Regions from separate parts of the Mus musculus genome. Here all the other regions are linked to region 2. Evidence: chromatin contacts called from public promoter capture Hi-C data. All regions are on one chromosome and are shown on one strand. The core of a region is the stretch at or near the end of the contact, and the rest is flanking DNA. Distances in the headings are between cores, read along the strand shown.

Region 1 (3,016 bases), core at 144-2,643, 590 kb after region 2:
CTCCTGGGGGAAGGAAAGGGCAGTCTAGGAGGGTCTGGGGCCTCCCAGACATCCTTGGAAGCAGAACAGTATGACCAGAACAAGCCTTTGAGCCTGCTCCTATGGATCATCTCACTAGGCCTCTCCAGGCTTTGAGCCACCTCCCATAGCCCAGGCCCAGAGAAATCGAGTTAGGAAAGCCTTTTAGCACAATGAATGAGATGGTTTTTTCTTTATTTTAAATGTTTACAACATCTATCATATTGTTATCCTGAGCAACAATTGCCTCCATCCCTCCTTCTTTGGTGATGTTTGGGGTTTCTAGGCTGGGAAAGGGGACTTTCTGGAATAAGAGGAGTGCTGGAGAAAAAAAGAGGTTTGAAGGTTGTCAGGTGGATCGAGGTTCTTGACTGAGCTTGGGGAAGAGGGGGGCAGCAGTGCACATCCTAGTTTTTGATCCCAAAGTTGCTCATAGCAAGATTTTGGGATTTGGGTCCCAACCTTCCTGTTCATCTTTAACACACACACACACACACACACACACACACACACACACACACACACACAGAGAGCAGGCCTAGGAGGATAGGAGGGGCATTTTACCATCTACATAACTCTTCCTGATCTCAGAACTGGTGCAAGAAATCCCAGGCAAAAGTGTCACAGGTGGGGGGCTGAAGTGTGGGCTTAGCAGTTTAGGGCACTTTTTGCTCTTTCAGAGAAACCCCAGAACTCGGCTCCCAGCACACACATGATGGCTCACAACTATTGGAAACTCCAGTTCTAGAGGATCCTGACACCACTTTGTGATTTATGTGGGCACCACACATGCTGTGTAGATACAGACAAGCAGGCTCACACACATAAAGTCAAATAAATATTTTTTTAAAAAGTCTCACAAGTGAGTATTTGCGAACTGGATGGTACCGGTGGTGACCGGAGATGCATACAAAGGTGAGTCAGAGCGGTTATGGTGTGTGTGTGTGTGTGTGTGTACAGTTGCTGCGGTTCCCTGAACAGGGGGGAGAGTCCAACCAAAGTGGACCTACAGGGAAATGTATAACTCTTTTAGTTGTTGTTCCTAGAGTAATGTCCTTTCGAGTGTCTTCTTCCCAGATCTTTCACCGGGTCGCACACCACTCCCTGGGGTCAAGCGTGTATGGGACTCCTTACTCCCCCAGGGATCCACATCCCTGCAAAGCAGAGAAGGAGAACTTTTCACTAAGTGCCTCCGGGGCCAGGCATCCCGCACCGACCCGGCCAGTCCCCAGGGGCGGGGTGTCCTGGAATGGGCTGTCCCGCCCCCTCGGCCCCGCCTCCTCACTCAGCGCCCAGTCCTGGGGCTCTAGGGGTCTGCCCCGCCCTGCTCCCGCCCCCTCCGGCCGCCCCTCGGGCTCAGCCAGCCGCGGCCCGCCAGTCGTCCCAAGGAGCTGCGGATCTCTCAACGTCTCCCGCGTTCTGCCCGCTGTCCGATCGGTGTGCCCCACTCGGCCATGGAGCCGTCCCCCGACGCCGAGGAGGCGCACACAGTGCGCGAGGCGCTGGGCCGCTACGAGGCGGCGCTGGAGGGTGCGGTGCGTGCGCTGCACGAGGACATGCAGGGGCTGCAGCGCGGCGTGGAGCGGCGCGTGGCAGAGGCGCTGCGCCTGGCCGGCCCCTTGGCTCGTACTGTGGCCGAGCTGCAGCGGGACAACCAGCGGCTGCAGGCACAGCTCGAACGCTTGACGCGCCAGGTGGAGGCGCTGGGCTTGGCGACTGGAGTGTCCCCTGCACCCGGCACGCCCAGTCCCCCTCCGGCGGCCACAGTTACCGACCGCGCCCCCCGCTTGGGCACTGCACGCTTCTCCAGTCATGCCACCTTTTCGCTGTCCGGTCGAAGCCCGGTGAGCCCCGGGGGTGCGGCGCGAGGGATGTGAGCGACTAGGAGCGTGCCTGGGGTGTAGGGTTGGGAAATTGGTGCCGCCCATCAGCTCTGAGTGCGTGCGCTGGCGAGCGTCCTCTAGTAAGAGAGCTATACCTCCACCTGCCGCTGGGACTTGGTAGCCGGGATTACATTTAAGCTCTCCAGAGCTGGAAAGGACAGGAGAAACATTGTTTTAGTAGGCCTGCTGCACCTGCTTTGCACTTCTTTCTTGGATCCGGGTGGTGTTTTTGCCTTGAGATCTGCCCTCTCCCATCTGACCCATGAATTTTAAGAGTTTGGACGCCAAGGTTCAGTCTTTGATAGTTCACTGTCGTCTGGGTCCTCACCTGCAAGTTGGAATGGTCAGCGTCCTCTACCTGCCCCCTACAACGTTTTTGTTCACGCGCACTGTGTTGCTGCTTCACTGAGGCCTGACCGTTCCGGTTGTAGATTAACCCCGACTGAGTTGCCTCTGTGTGTGTGTGTGTGTGTGTGTGCGCGCGCGCGCGCGCGCGCGCATGTGAGCGCACTCTGGTCTGGACTGATCAGTAACTGTTTGGGAACTCATGTTGCAGAGGGCAGACCCTTTACTGGAAACGGAGAGGGGGAACGGGCCTTTAGCTGTGTCTAGATTTCTGGGCAGAAGCTGGTGTGGACCAGTTTTACCACTTGGTCACGACCTCCTGGAGTGACAGAGCCTGGTTAGACTGTTTCTATGGTGTGTGCAGTGGCCCTTAGGTGGGATTTTCCATCCTGACCCGGAATTTGCTGGCGGGGTGGGGGGGTGGTGGGGGGGGAGGGAAGTGGGGGATGGGGGAGAGGAGTGGGAGGGGTTGGAGGAGTGGGAGGGGTGGGAGGTGCTTTTCAAGGGCCAGGGTCTTAGTACACTGCCTCTGCCCCCTGCCTTGGTGTATTCCCAAGGCCCTTAGCTCTACTGTGGGCCTCAGCAGGAGGACATCAGATAAGTCCTTGCCCCTGGAGGTCTCAGCCTGGGTGGAGGTGACCCCAGACTTGAACAGTGGCAACAGGTGAGCAGAGACGCCTTGCTCCAGACTCTGCTCCTTTTGCATTGGGGATTTGAGGAGGGTGTGCTGTGCTTGTTGCAAATGGCAGCACGATGCATGCTGCCTGGAG
Region 2 (2,964 bases), core at 312-2,811:
GGTACCCATCAGAAAGTTTCCTGGAAACTTTGTAGGGAGTGGGAAATGAGGAGACAGAGCAAAGGTTCAGGGTTGATTTGCCTAGTGACCTAGAAATTCCAGGGCTCCTCTATGGGCCTTAGTCTTCCTCTTAAGCTTGACCAACTTGATTTGTGACCAAGACATAGCCTGAAATGCAGCTGAAGGATCCTGGCTTTGGCTGCACCTGACTAGCTCTGAATCTTAGGGCATCAGTGAGCAGAAGAAAGGCTACTCTAGGAACTAGATACTCCCAAGAGGCTAGTACCACATGAGTAACTCTTTGGGCTCTTAGTCCCAGTCCCCCCAAATGGGGATTTGCAGAGCCCTCAGAACCACACAACACAGGCAGGCAGGGGTACTGGGCGTTCTCAGGCTCCCATTAGGACCCAACCCTTTTACTGATCTCATAGCCTCTAGAGGCTCTTTTTAGTGTGACTGTAAGTAAGCATGATGCTCCTGACATGTGACACTTCTGGTACCCAGCTACCTCAGACCCAGGGCAGACAGAGACACAGCTGTAAGCTTGCGTAGCCAACCAGGTATATAAAACCACCGGTACATGGCTAAATATATAGGACATGGGCAGTCATAGAATACCATGTTAGCCCACACAACACACATGCAAACACAAGATCCTGCCTGGCCTGCTAGCCTTTGCATGGTTCCCAGGCTAGCCAGATAGCTGAAGGAGACCTGTGCTGCTCTGACCCTGTGCCAGGGAAGGAGATGTCACACTTGGGAATGGAGACTACTTCCTGCTCTGTGTCTCCATCAAGATGCTAAGTGTTCAGAATCCAATTGTCTTTTAGTCCCCCAGGGACCTGGATTTCCCAGGTTGTCCTTTGTTCTGACTGGAGAGACGGGAACAGAGCCTATGTTCTGGCGAGTAAAATGAGGCATTGCTTTGTTTCAGTTGCATGAGGAAAGTTGGAGGTGAAAAGGGCTCTTGCAGGGCGTGCCACTCACTCACTAGAAGGGGCCTTTTACAATGTCCTCAGGACCCACAATGGTGTTGCCCCTTGGTCACCATGCACCCAGAGTAGCGTGTCCTATCCTGCATTGGTGTCTCCATCTTGACAGTAGGTTAACAGGGCCTATTCCTTCTTAAGGCATGGAGGCTCACCAGGAGAGCTTTCCAGTGCTTGGAGAGATGAAGGGTACCCCAGAGCTCTGAGGATTGGCACATGTAGAAGACTGGTGCCCAAAGGTGTTGGGAGGGGGACTTAGACTCACCCAATGACGTAGACCAGAACCACCAACTGGATCAGACGGAAAATGACTCCCACCTTCTTGTTTCGTACCAGCACCATCCGGGGAGTGTCATACTCAAAGAAGAAGGCTGACAGCTCATCCTGCAGCCGCCGAGCCATGGTGGGCCAGAAGGGGCTCAGAGACAAGCCCCCCGCACGGCCTCTGTGGTCAAGGGCAGGCTAGCATCTGTGTCTACAGAGAGAGCAGTGGAGTGGCTGGAGGCTTCCCAGCCCCTTAAGAACAGAGCAGGCCAAGTGGGGCCAGAGTTGGAGGTTCGTTGGTGGGATCTGGGTTAGGAGGGAAAAACCCAGGGTGATCAGAGCAGCTTTTGACTGCTGGCAGGCAGTGGAGTACCGGCCAGTGGTGCCCCGTGAAATAAATTCCCAAAGATAGACAGAGGCGGAGCCAGTGAGGCCACCCAGGCCCAGCCCCACTACCCCTCAAGGCTCCGCCTGGGCCCTGCTGGGCCTCCGGAAACAGGAGCTGCTCTCCGGAAACCACCATGGCCACCAGCCACAGGGCCAGAGATAAAGCTACTGGCTACCCCCACTCCAGGAACCTGACAGGACAGAACTGAAGGGTCTCGCCAGGACAATCCCTCAACACTCTACCTCCATCCCCACCCCCACAGTCTCAGAGTAGACAGTTCAGTCCTGGGGACCTGCAGGAAGATGAACAGAACTGATGTCAAGTCCTGTAGCCTAGAGCTACCCTTGGACACTCCCTCTTCGTCAGTCCCTTCAAGTCCAAGCTTGGTCTATACCCATTAACTTCAGCCTCAGGCTGGCATCTCTATCTGCAACCTTGCTCTCCCTCTGTCTGACCTGCTTGACTGTACTCCTGACACCACTCCCATCCCATCCTTACCACCAGAACAGACAGGGAGGTAGACATCTAGACGAGACTAGGGTCACCTATCCCTAGGGAGTTCTGAGACCCAGCTTGGAAAGCCTGATATTAGGCAGTTGTGTCACTTGTTGAGGGCTTGGGGGCATTGTCTGGCTTTTCTAAGTCTGCTTCTTGTAAAGTGGGACAACATAACACTTTCCCCAGAGTGAAGAAGCCCTTGGGGGACGGTCCCAGAAACCTCCAGGACAGAGAACTAAAATACACTGTTGAATTAGGGTTCAGGTCCAATACAACCCTTGCCTTCCTCAATAGTAAAGCAGACCCTGAGCATAGGGTCCCAAGAACCTGATCAGGCTGGCTCACACTGTGCACCTAGGGTCAGAGGGAAGCATTCTCACCCTGGCCTACTAGAAGAACCAGCCTGAAGCACAGGTCTCCTTGGTAACCTTCACTGCTCTGCACCCCCGGCCAAGCCGACCCACGCTGAGTGCTGATAAGGAATCTTCTTCCTCATGAGCTACTAACAGGGAGCGAATGGCCCCTGGGCCTGGCACCGAACCCTTATGCAAACTGGGCTGCTTTCTGCATGTCCCCTCCCAGCACCCAGGACCAGCCCCAACCTCTTGAATAGAAAACACACACACACACACACACACACACACACACACACACTGACATTCCAGTAGGAACTCTCTCAACTGTCTGACGCCACTGAGCCAGGGTGGTGGGAACCACATCCTTCGCTTTTTTTTTCCTAAGGAGTCAGAGCTTCAGCAGGCTCTGTGACCTTACCCTGACCCCAAACAAAAGGGCATGTCCCTCTCCCAGCTGACTTCACGTGCA
Region 3 (2,945 bases), core at 344-2,843, 640 kb after region 2:
AACCCTGTTTTTGGTTATTATTATTTTAGCAAAGTAACCTTTTCAGTTTTACATTTATTATTAATATTATTATTGTTGTTATTTGTCTCCCTCTCTCTGTCTTCCCTCCCATTCTTTTCCCCTGTGTGTGTGTGTGTGTGTGTGTGTGTGTGTGTGGTTGTGCAGGTCAGAGGACAACTTGTGGCAGTCATGTCTTTCCTTCTGGAGAGGCACTTTTACTTGCTGAGCCACCTTGCCTACCCCAGTCTTTGAATTAAGGTATTCATTAATATTAATACCAGAATTAAGAACATAGATACATGAGCTGGGCAGTGGTGGCGCACGCCTTTAATCTCAGCTCTTGGAGGCAGAGGCAGGTGGATTTCTGAGTTCCAGGCCAGGCTGGTCTACAAAGTGAGTTCCAGGACAGCCAGAGCTACACAGAGAAACCCTGTCTTGAAAAAAAGCAATATATATATATATACATACATGAATGAAAGGTGAGTGTTAATTTCCAATATGTCTTTCAGATTTGAATCCTCAGCTTAAGGGTCTTTTTCTGGCATGCTGAGATGCCAGGGATAAGCAGATACACCCAGCTCATCGCTGCTTTTTCTTCCTTCCTTCCTTCCTTCCTTCCTTCCTTCCCTCATTTCTTTCTCTTTCTTTTAAAGATTTGTTTATGTATTTATTTTATGACTAGGAGTGCTCTGTTTTCTGTTTTCATGCACACCAGAAGGTATGCACTGGATCTCATTGCAGATGGTTGTGAGCCACCATGTGGGTGCTTGGCATTGAACTCGGGACCTCTGGAAGAGCAGTCAGTCCTCTTAACCGCTGAGCCATCTCTCCAGCCCTTCATCAGTGCCTTCACATTGTTATAAATTTTATGCCTTTGTTTCATCGTGTTCACCTTTATGATTGCTTTTTCTGCCACACAGACAGCGCCAATTTCCCATTTCCAGTAGTAATGCAAAGGGTTTTTTTGTTTTGTTTTGTTTTTGTTTTTTTGTTTTTTAAATAAACGTGCTGCCTGTAAAACGAACGTTTGAAGATGGTGTATGGCTATGTTAAACTCATGGCCGTGGCACCGAGTGGCTGGCGTCCTGAAAGCCTAATTTTAACTCAATCCACAACAGTTTGAAGATCACGTAGCAGTGCGATCTTAACCGAGAAAAAGCTCAGTGCTTGGTGAGTTTTACGCCTTGGGAGAAGATACCTGGCCGAAAACCCATTCTTGCCTACCCCTGTCTGGAGCTACCCATGCACCCTGTGTGTCGCTAGGTTTGCAGGTCCTTTGCTCCAGGTTTGGAGCAACGACCACGTGGAACGCAGTGTGTGTATCTCTGTGGTCCCGGGTCATCTACGGCTCAGGACAGCGCCAAGACCGACCCGCTGTGCATCTATGGAGTCAGAGACTCGGGGAACGGGAACCCCGAGTGACCCAATCTCCTGCCCCGTGTTTTGACGTTTTCTCAGCAGGATCAGACTTCGGACCACCTACTTTCTTTGTCTTGTTTGCTCGGGTTACCCTTTAGCACCACTCTCACATTCGCGCTTGCGCAGTCTTCTAACTAGGGCAACGTTGCGTCCGTCCGGTTGCCATAGAGACCGCAGTTTTCTCGGCTGGTTCTCTCAGAACCAGGAGCTCTGGTTGGGGTCAGGAGTGCCCTACAGAAGCTTGTGTTCTTTAATGAACTAAGGTAAGTGAGCCCCGATCCACCTCACCTACCCCTTCTCCCTACCCACGCGGTGTGTCTTTTGTATCAGCGGTTAGCACTGATATCGGTCCCCTCTTCGAGACTATTCACACTTGTTCAAAGTTATATCTCAGAGAGCCACGCTGAGACAGACTCGGGAGAGACCATAGGAGGGGACTGAACTGGAGAGCTCAGGAGTGTCTGAGGGGGTTACATGGGGCCTGATGCTTAGCCTAGTCAAGATCTGAATCCATCCTTGGTTGTGACGGCTTCAGAGGCCCCTAGGGTAAATACTAGGGTTATAGAGTCCAGAGCGGGAGGCTTTCAGAGTTCAGCTTTGCCTATGGAAGACAGATGTGATGTCGTTCAGAGCCAGGGGATCATATTTTTTTTCCCCCGCAACTGTCTCCAGAGGCTGCCTTACCCCCTGTTCCTTGTCTTTATCCTGTAGTCACAATGCCCAGATGTTGGCTTACAGACGTCACATCTGTTCATTTCTTATACAACATGTCTGGGTTCATGTATTTGAAAGAATACTGCTTGTCTTAGGGTTTCTATTGCTGTGACAAAACAACATGATCAAAAAGCAAGTTGGAGAGGAAAGGGCATATTTGTCTTACATGTTCATATTGCTTGTTTATCATTGAAGGAAGTCAGGATAGGAACTCAAAACAGGGCAAGAATCTAGAGGCAGGAGCTAATGCAGAGGGCATGAAGGGCATGCTAACTGGTTTGTTCATCATGGCTCGCTCAGCCTGCCTGCCTTCCTTCCTTCCTTCCTTCCTTCCTTCCTTCCTTCCTTCCCTTCTTTCTCTTTTTTCTTTCTTTCCTTCCTTTCTTCCTTGTCTTTTCTTCCTTTCTTTCTTTTCTTCCTTTCTTTCTTTCCTTCCTTCCTTCCTTCCTTCCTTCCTTCCTTCCTTCCTTCCTTCCTTCCTTGTCTTTCGTTCTCTCTCCCTCTCTCCCTCTCTCCCTCTCTCCCTCTCTCCCTCTCTCCCTCCCTCCCTCCCTCCCTCCCTCCCTCCCTCCCTCCCTCCCTCTCTCTCCTTTTTTCTTCTCCAAGGCAGGGTGTCTTTGTGTAGCCCTGGCTTTCCTGGAACTCACTCTGTAGATTAGGCTGGTCTCAAATTTTCAGAGATCCACTTGCCTCTGCCTTCCTAGTTCTGGGATTAAAGGCACCACCACTGCCCAGCTCAATCTGCTTTCTTGCAGAACCCAGGACCATCAGCTCAGGCTTAGCATCACCCACAAAGGCCTGGGCCCTCCCCA
Region 4 (3,188 bases), core at 266-2,765, 730 kb after region 2:
CTCACTCTTCTTGCTGGAAGAGGACCTGGGTTCATTTCCCAGAACCCATATGGCTGTTCCCAACTGTCTATTATTTCAGTTTCAGGGACTCTGACACTCTCTTCTGACTCTGGGGTTATCAGACATGCAAATGATACACACATATATATGCATGCAAAATACTCATACACATAGAGTCTTGAAACACACACACACACACACACACACACACACACCCCAAAGCAGGAACTCTAGTTTTAATTGCCCTGGGGGAAGGGATGGGCCCAGGGCCACATAGATGCAAACAAGCAAACAAACCGAAAATAGAGAGGGCCTGAAGAAGGCAGTTGCAGACTTGAGGGCAAGGTGACAGGCAGGTCACAGGAACAGAGTCAAAAATCTTGATACAAATGTGTGTTCTGTTTTAGGGCCTTCGACATTCACAGGCTGAGAAGGTGGGGAATTCAGTAGTTCTTTCCTGGTGGTGGTGGTGGCAGGGCTAGGGGTGGAGAAGAGGGAGGAGAGGTTAGTCTCATATAATTCGTAGCAATTGCATATAACCTATTCTTTACTTCATCTCTGGATTGCTTGCAACACCTAACACACAGTGTAAGTGCCGTGCTAATAGTCGGTCTCTGTTGTATATAGTTCAGAGTACGCCGATGGTTTCCATGTTTAGAACAGAAGCAGCCATCCTAGTCGTAAACACGCTAACCATGTCAGCAACTAGATAGCATCTTGATCAGTGGTGAGAGCTGACTGTACAGGAATCTGGACTCAGCCATGTGTCAAGTAGCCTGTGGATAAGACTCCCCAGAGGAGAATGAGAGGCAGGCAGAAGAGAAAGAACTCACCGAAGTGTCAATAATGTCATTGCACCCTCTTGTGTTGGTGTCCCAAACAGGACTTAGCACAGCAGGTACTACACACAGGTCTGTTAAGGGGAGGATTAATGAATGAACGAATGCCTCGATGATGGTTGGCAGGATTATGCCCCCTCTTTTCTAAGGCCCCGTCTCCCACCATAAAATGGTACTAGCGAGGTGGTTGGTAAGTGGGCGGCAGCAACTACCCGCGCCTGGGCAAAGACGGCCGGCCTGCGCAAGCGCGTTCGCTGGAGGGTAAAAGTCGTTCGGTCTGCGAGGACAGTGACCGCCTTCCTTAGCGGTCCCTCTAGAGCGCCTACGGTGCGCTGGGTAGGAGACGGCACGAGGAGGGAAATGGGTTCTATGTCTAGAGTCGGGCTAACGCTAGGAGGAAGCCAGCGGATCTTGGAGGTGAGAAGACCGCGGTGGCGCAGGGCTCGGCCATCGCCTCTAGGAGACGCCCCTCCGGGATAGGGATGAGAAGGAGAACGCTTTGGAGAGAGAAGCCTGAGAATCCTACAGGCTGGTGTTTTTCATCTGGGACATTCCGGAGTCCAGGAGAGAGCAGGTGAGAGTACACAAAGGGTCCTCACGCTTAAGCTGGCAGAATGACCGGCACACCCTGCATGGTACTGAGGACCAGAGCAGCGCCAACGGGCTGGCAAGTGGTGAGGTGCCAGGGTCCAGTCCTCTCCATAGAGGGCTGGTGCCAAGCACTGAAATCTGCAAACGCCTCACTCTGCCGCGGGGTGGCAGAGTCCTGGGACAGACACTCCCCACAGACCCCGAGGGGTGGCTCCGCCCCAGGACCGCAGGGAGGCCTGGCAATGGGGGGCGGAGTTGTAGCCGCCCCCAATCCGGTGGGACCGCGCGTCCCCCTTTTAAGCTCGTGAAGCTTCTAGCTGCCTCGCAATCTTTTCTCCCTCCAGTCAGTCTCCCTTTCACGCGATGGATTCGGCGAAGACTTGTGTGACCAAGTTCAAGTCCTTTGCGATTTTGCTCTTCACCCCGATCCTGATGCTTCCACTCGTCATTCTGATACCTGACAAGGTCAGTTGCGTGTCTGGGCAGCCTGGCGGAATCCGGGTGCCCAGTGCAATAACGGGCACGGAACCCGGGAACGCTGAGCTGGAACGCATAGATTCCTCCGTGGGGACGAGCTCCCCTGGGACGCGTGCTCAGACGCTCCAGGCACCAGATAGGAGGTGCTCTGCAAAGAATCCGAGGGACGCACAGACCCTAAGGTGAACACGTCCTAGAGTGCACCGATTTCAGGGCGCAAGAGCCGTCCGGGCAAACACGGAAACCTGGACGTTAGAACAGATCTGAACCACACAGACCCCTCGACAGGCTTAGCCTCTGACTCAAAATCTCCTCCCAGAGTGCACAACCAACGCTAGTCCAGCTCAAAGATAATGCTCGAGCTAGTAGAGACTCTGAAGGCTGGGCTTTCTTTCCCTCTGTGCCTCTTCTCTAGGAAAGAGAGATTTCCTAGCTGTAGATGCCTTCAGGCAGGGAACTACAGGAACAGAGTGGATCATGCCTTTGCCATAATCTGGCCTTGATATTTGAAGCTCAGGTTCCCCATCTATGATCTATATTTCTTTCTAGCTCGGAAGCCAAGGAAGCCACTCTCGAGTTCAAATCCTGCTGCAGCCTGAAAGGCAGGTCGGGCACTGCCCACCGCCTGCTGAGGCAGTCAGTGTGAGGAGGCAGGACGTATTCCCAGAGCTCACGCCTTGGGTGGCATGGCTCTCGGTTGCTGGGGAAGCTGAGTCCCATTCCCTGGCCTCCTGGTGCTCCTGGGAGGAAGGGAGAGAATGAATGGCCTTGGCTGCAGAGCAGAGGAGGGCGGGAGCGCTGGCCCCGGCTCTGTCAGGCTGTGTGCAGCCAGTTTGGCGAGGCCAGGGCTCTTTGAAGCCTTATGTGGCTACCCTTTCACTCTCAGCCCAGACAGGAAACCTTGCTCGGATCCTGCTTCCCCTCCACAGGCAGGTTTGAGAAACAGTGGCTCTCTTCAGGGAAGGTTTTGAGAGGAGAGGGGTGTCCCCTGGTGGGCTTCTAGTCATTTCACATTGTGCCTTTCAGCAAGACCCTTTGCTCTCCGGGCCCCGGGTGCTTTGATGGGTACAATGGGGTGACTGGATTCTGGGAGTAAAAGGGGATCATTCCGGCTCCTAGGATTGGGGCGCGGGGGGGGGGGCAGAGGAAACATACTGAGCAGAGGCTCCACATGGGCCAAGGAGAGCAGAGCAACTGTGCGGACTCATCCGCTGCCACTCTGTTAGCGAGCATCCAGAGATTCGGGGCCATTCCCGTCTGTGGGAGGCATCCAGGTTAGGA
Region 5 (2,975 bases), core at 253-2,752, 530 kb after region 2:
GAGCAAAAAGCCAGAGTGGGAGAGCCAGACGGCCCTGCTGAAAATGGTGCCATGTGGCCAAGGTCCAGGTGCCTGCCTCAGGTTCCTTCAGTCACTCAGTGAGGGCTTTTGAAAGCACTCCCTTCACAGGGGTGGGATGGGACATGCTAGGCCTCAGAATGTAAGCCCAGTCCTGGTCTCTAGGGACGTGTGTCCCCCTGTGGCCTTCTCACGCTGCAGCCTGACCCATCTCCTGCTGTTCCCAGTATAGCATGAATATTCTCTGACGTCAGGGGCGTCTGTGGGGACCATCCTCTTCCCAGTCTAGCATCAAGTGATATGATTTAAAGCGAGGGCTTCAGAGTCAGCTAAACTACAGTTTAATTTTGACTCAGACATACAGTTGCCCTGTGACATCACTTCTTTCAGCTGGGTCATCTTCTCTGTAAGATGAAGTTAGAGAGAGAATCGACAGAAATGATGAATGCATGTGCCAAGTGTGTGTCCAGGGCCTGGTCTGTCATAACTGATCCATCAGTGACAACTGCAGGCGTTATTAACAATAAGCATCGTGCTTCATTAACCATCGTACAATATGATTAGAAGACTTGAAATTTATATAATGTGTGTGTGAATGTGACAGTGTGCGCGTGCCTGTGACAGTGTGTGCGTGCCTCTGTGTGTGTGTGTGTGTGTGTGTCAGTGTGTGTGAGAGTATGTGTGTGTGCTTGTGTGTGTGTGTGTGAGAGAGAGAGTGTGTGTGCGTGTGTGTGTGAGAGTATGTGTGACTGTGTGTAAGAGATAGTGTGTGTGTGTGAGAGAATGTGTGTGAGAGAGTATGTGTGTGTGTGAGAGTATGTGTGTGTGAGTGTGTGAGAGAGTATGTGTGTGTGCATGTGTGTGTGAGTATGTATGTGAGAGAGTATGTGTGTGTGAGAGAGTATGTGTGTGTTCGTGTGTTGTGTGAGAGAGTATGTGTGCATGTGTGCATGTGTGTGACTGTGTATGAGAGATAATGTGTGTGTGTGAGAGTGTGTGTGCGTGTGTGTGAGAGTATGTGTGCATGTGTGCGTGTGTGTGACTGTGTGTGAGAGATAGTGTGAGGGGGAGCGAGAGAGTGGTGTGTGTGTGTGTGTGTGTGTGTGTGTGTGTGTGCATGTGTTGTCATCATGGTGAACTCCTAGGCACGTTTCATTACCCACTTTGACATTAGCAGGATTTGGTGACCCTTACTGATTCACAGGCTTTAAGTACATCAAGCTGTGCAATTCATGGTAGGACCTGCACTTTGGCTAGACAAGAGGCACTGCCTACTCAGATTGTCTCTGCCCACTCCCCACCCAGTTCAGACTGGCATACAGAAGGCAGTTGTTCCTCTTCCCCTCTAAACATGTGTAAGCCCTTTGAGACTAAGCTTTTCCTCGTCCACATCCTGATCTGATCTTGGGCAGGTCTTAGGAGGCAGAGCTGACAAGAAAGCATTCTTTCTGTAGATGTAAGGAAATAATACTGGCCCTGGCTAATGTAAACACGAGCCTTGTTGACCCAGCCTGCGCCTCGGAGGGCAGGGCATGAAGCACCTTCCCCCACACTGTCTCATCCAATACTCAAGCCACCAGAGCAGCAGCTATTTTTATCTTCATTTTACAGATGAGGAAGTTGGCGTGGGGAGCTGGCTTAGAGTGGCTCATGAGAGTCGATTGTTAAATTTTTAGGAATTGTGTGAGCCGATTGTTAGACACAGCCATTGTTAGAACTAAATCATAATAAACTTACAACTGAGTGATCTGTACTGAAAGAAGCTGATAAATTCTCAGAAGTCATCGCTTCCTAATTACTTTCTTACATCAAGACATTATCAGTGTGCTTAAGGTAAACTCCTTTTATCTGAATGGTGGAAACGCCTATGACTGAACAAGGTACTAAGCTCTGAGCTTCACATCTCTTAGGTGACTTGGCCTCAGCCGGGTAGAGTGTTTATACTGTGGAGATGCACAACCCCCAGGCATCGTGGGGCCCCTCCTCTGTCCCTTTTTAGAGAACCTGTTTCTACACATTTACCAGCACATCAATGAGGCTGACAATGACAGAGATGTGACCTGGCAAAGGAGCCTACCTAAGAAGGTGCAGAGCTGGGGTTGAACCCTATGGCGCAAGGACTGATTCTGCCCAAAGCTTAAGTCACAGACCTGAATTACCAGGTCCCCTCTCCTGTGTTTTCAAGTCTAGCGGAGAAAAGAACCCTTCATGCTACTCTGAGCAACCCACTTTGCCCTGCTCACGCCCTTCCTCTCGTCATTGCTCCTCCCCCTAAATACTGTCTCCCCAGAGGCTGCTAAACCACATACACATGAACCTAGCGTACAGAGGTCAGTGTTGTCTGGCCATCTGCCTACTGGCAGTGGGACTGCCTTCCATGAGACAGAGGGGACTCCCTGTCTGTGTAGTTGGCCTCTATTCTACCTGGATCTCTGTATCTCACCTAGAACACCAACCCCTCCCATCATCAACAGTGGCATTCTCTCCCAAGTCCCTGAACATTACTGTGCTCTTGTCCCAGCAGAGCCAAACCAGGTCATTAGTTCTTTGTTCAGCATCTCCTGCCTTCCCCGTGAGGATCCCACTCCATCTGGCCTCTTAGCCTTGTCTTCCACCCTTCCCCCTCCGTCACTTTGCTTCAGACACTCTGGCCTCTTTCACGCCCCGCAAACACACCAAGTGCACTCTAGCTCTCCTTTCCCCGGTACTTCTATGACTGTTTCCTTGTCTCCTGCAGGTCTTTGCTGAGTTGAAATGTCACCGTCTCTTCTATTTAATACTGTATGATCTGTCTTCTCTCTCATACATGTATTCTCAATAAAATTTTATGATAATGTCTATCATACTCTAAGGCAACACTGGACTCTGGCTGTACAGAGCAGCAGAGATGTTTGGCAGAGATGTTCGAACAGGAATGGCCAATGCATCAACCTCACCTCGGTCACAGAAATGGCTTG

Evidence for each region. Promoter capture Hi-C pulls out the DNA fragments that hold promoters and counts their contacts.
Region 1: a contact with region 2 is called in a promoter capture Hi-C map of liver, with 2.7 times the contacts expected there. The contact joins the promoter of Smtnl2 here to the promoter of P2rx1 in region 2. A contact is called at or near these places in 2 of 39 promoter capture datasets (both in liver) and 1 of 9 other capture datasets (liver).
Region 3: a promoter capture Hi-C map of pre-B cells shows a contact between it and region 2, with 4 times the contacts expected there. The contact joins the promoter of Tekt1 here to the promoter of P2rx1 in region 2. A contact is called at or near these places in 4 of 39 promoter capture datasets (the 3T3-L1 cell line, hippocampal neurons, liver and 1 more).
Region 4: a contact with region 2 is called in a promoter capture Hi-C map of liver, with 4 times the contacts expected there. The contact joins the promoter of 1700051A21Rik here to the promoter of P2rx1 in region 2. A contact is called at or near these places in 6 of 39 promoter capture datasets (the 3T3-L1 cell line, embryonic stem cells, hematopoietic stem and progenitor cells and 2 more).
Region 5: a contact with region 2 is called in a promoter capture Hi-C map of pre-B cells, with 4 times the contacts expected there. The contact joins the enhancer-like site here to the promoter of P2rx1 in region 2. A contact is called at or near these places in 5 of 39 promoter capture datasets (the C10 cell line, hippocampal neurons, pre-B cells and 1 more), 1 of 484 Hi-C or Micro-C datasets (the HPC-7 cell line), 3 of 115 datasets of contacts at active chromatin or transcription factors (bone marrow-derived macrophages, extraembryonic endoderm stem cells and pancreatic cancer cells) and 1 of 9 other capture datasets (embryonic stem cells).

Annotation. Positions count from the first base shown.
Region 1 is chr11:72,410,090-72,413,105 of GRCm38.p6, reverse strand. Smtnl2 (smoothelin-like 2) reads left to right here and starts at 1,393. Exons shown (of 8, transcript NM_177776.3): 1 at 1,393-1,862. The coding sequence starts at 1,473.
Region 2 is chr11:72,997,742-73,000,705 of GRCm38.p6, reverse strand. P2rx1 (purinergic receptor P2X, ligand-gated ion channel, 1) reads right to left here and starts at 1,561. Exons shown (of 12, transcript NM_008771.3): 1 at 1,255-1,561. The coding sequence starts at 1,391.
Region 3 is chr11:72,360,530-72,363,474 of GRCm38.p6, reverse strand. It overlaps Tekt1 (tektin 1), which reads left to right and starts at 1,593. Exons shown (of 8, transcript NM_011569.3): 1 at 1,593-1,682. It overlaps Gm34317 (a long non-coding RNA gene), which reads right to left and starts at 1,561. Exons shown (of 7, transcript XR_003949575.1): 1 at 1,484-1,561.
Region 4 is chr11:72,265,171-72,268,358 of GRCm38.p6, reverse strand. 1700051A21Rik (RIKEN cDNA 1700051A21 gene) reads right to left here and starts at 1,515. Exons shown (of 2, transcript NR_045922.1): 1 at 834-1,515; 2 at 1-478. Slc13a5 (solute carrier family 13 (sodium-dependent citrate transporter), member 5) reads left to right here and starts at 1,755. Exons shown (of 12, transcript NM_001004148.4): 1 at 1,755-1,895. The coding sequence starts at 1,794.
Region 5 is chr11:72,465,813-72,468,787 of GRCm38.p6, reverse strand. All of the region lies in intron 2 of Spns2 (spinster homolog 2), which reads left to right. Among named protein-coding and RNA genes, the nearest start is that of Gm40194, 9.9 kb to the right of the region's middle. Within about 2 kb of position 1,502, at least 162 of the 459 cell types and tissues checked have an H3K27ac peak or open chromatin away from gene starts, as enhancers often do. A contact at or near this core is called in the HPC-7 cell line, bone marrow-derived macrophages, extraembryonic endoderm stem cells and 2 more, where this site is marked.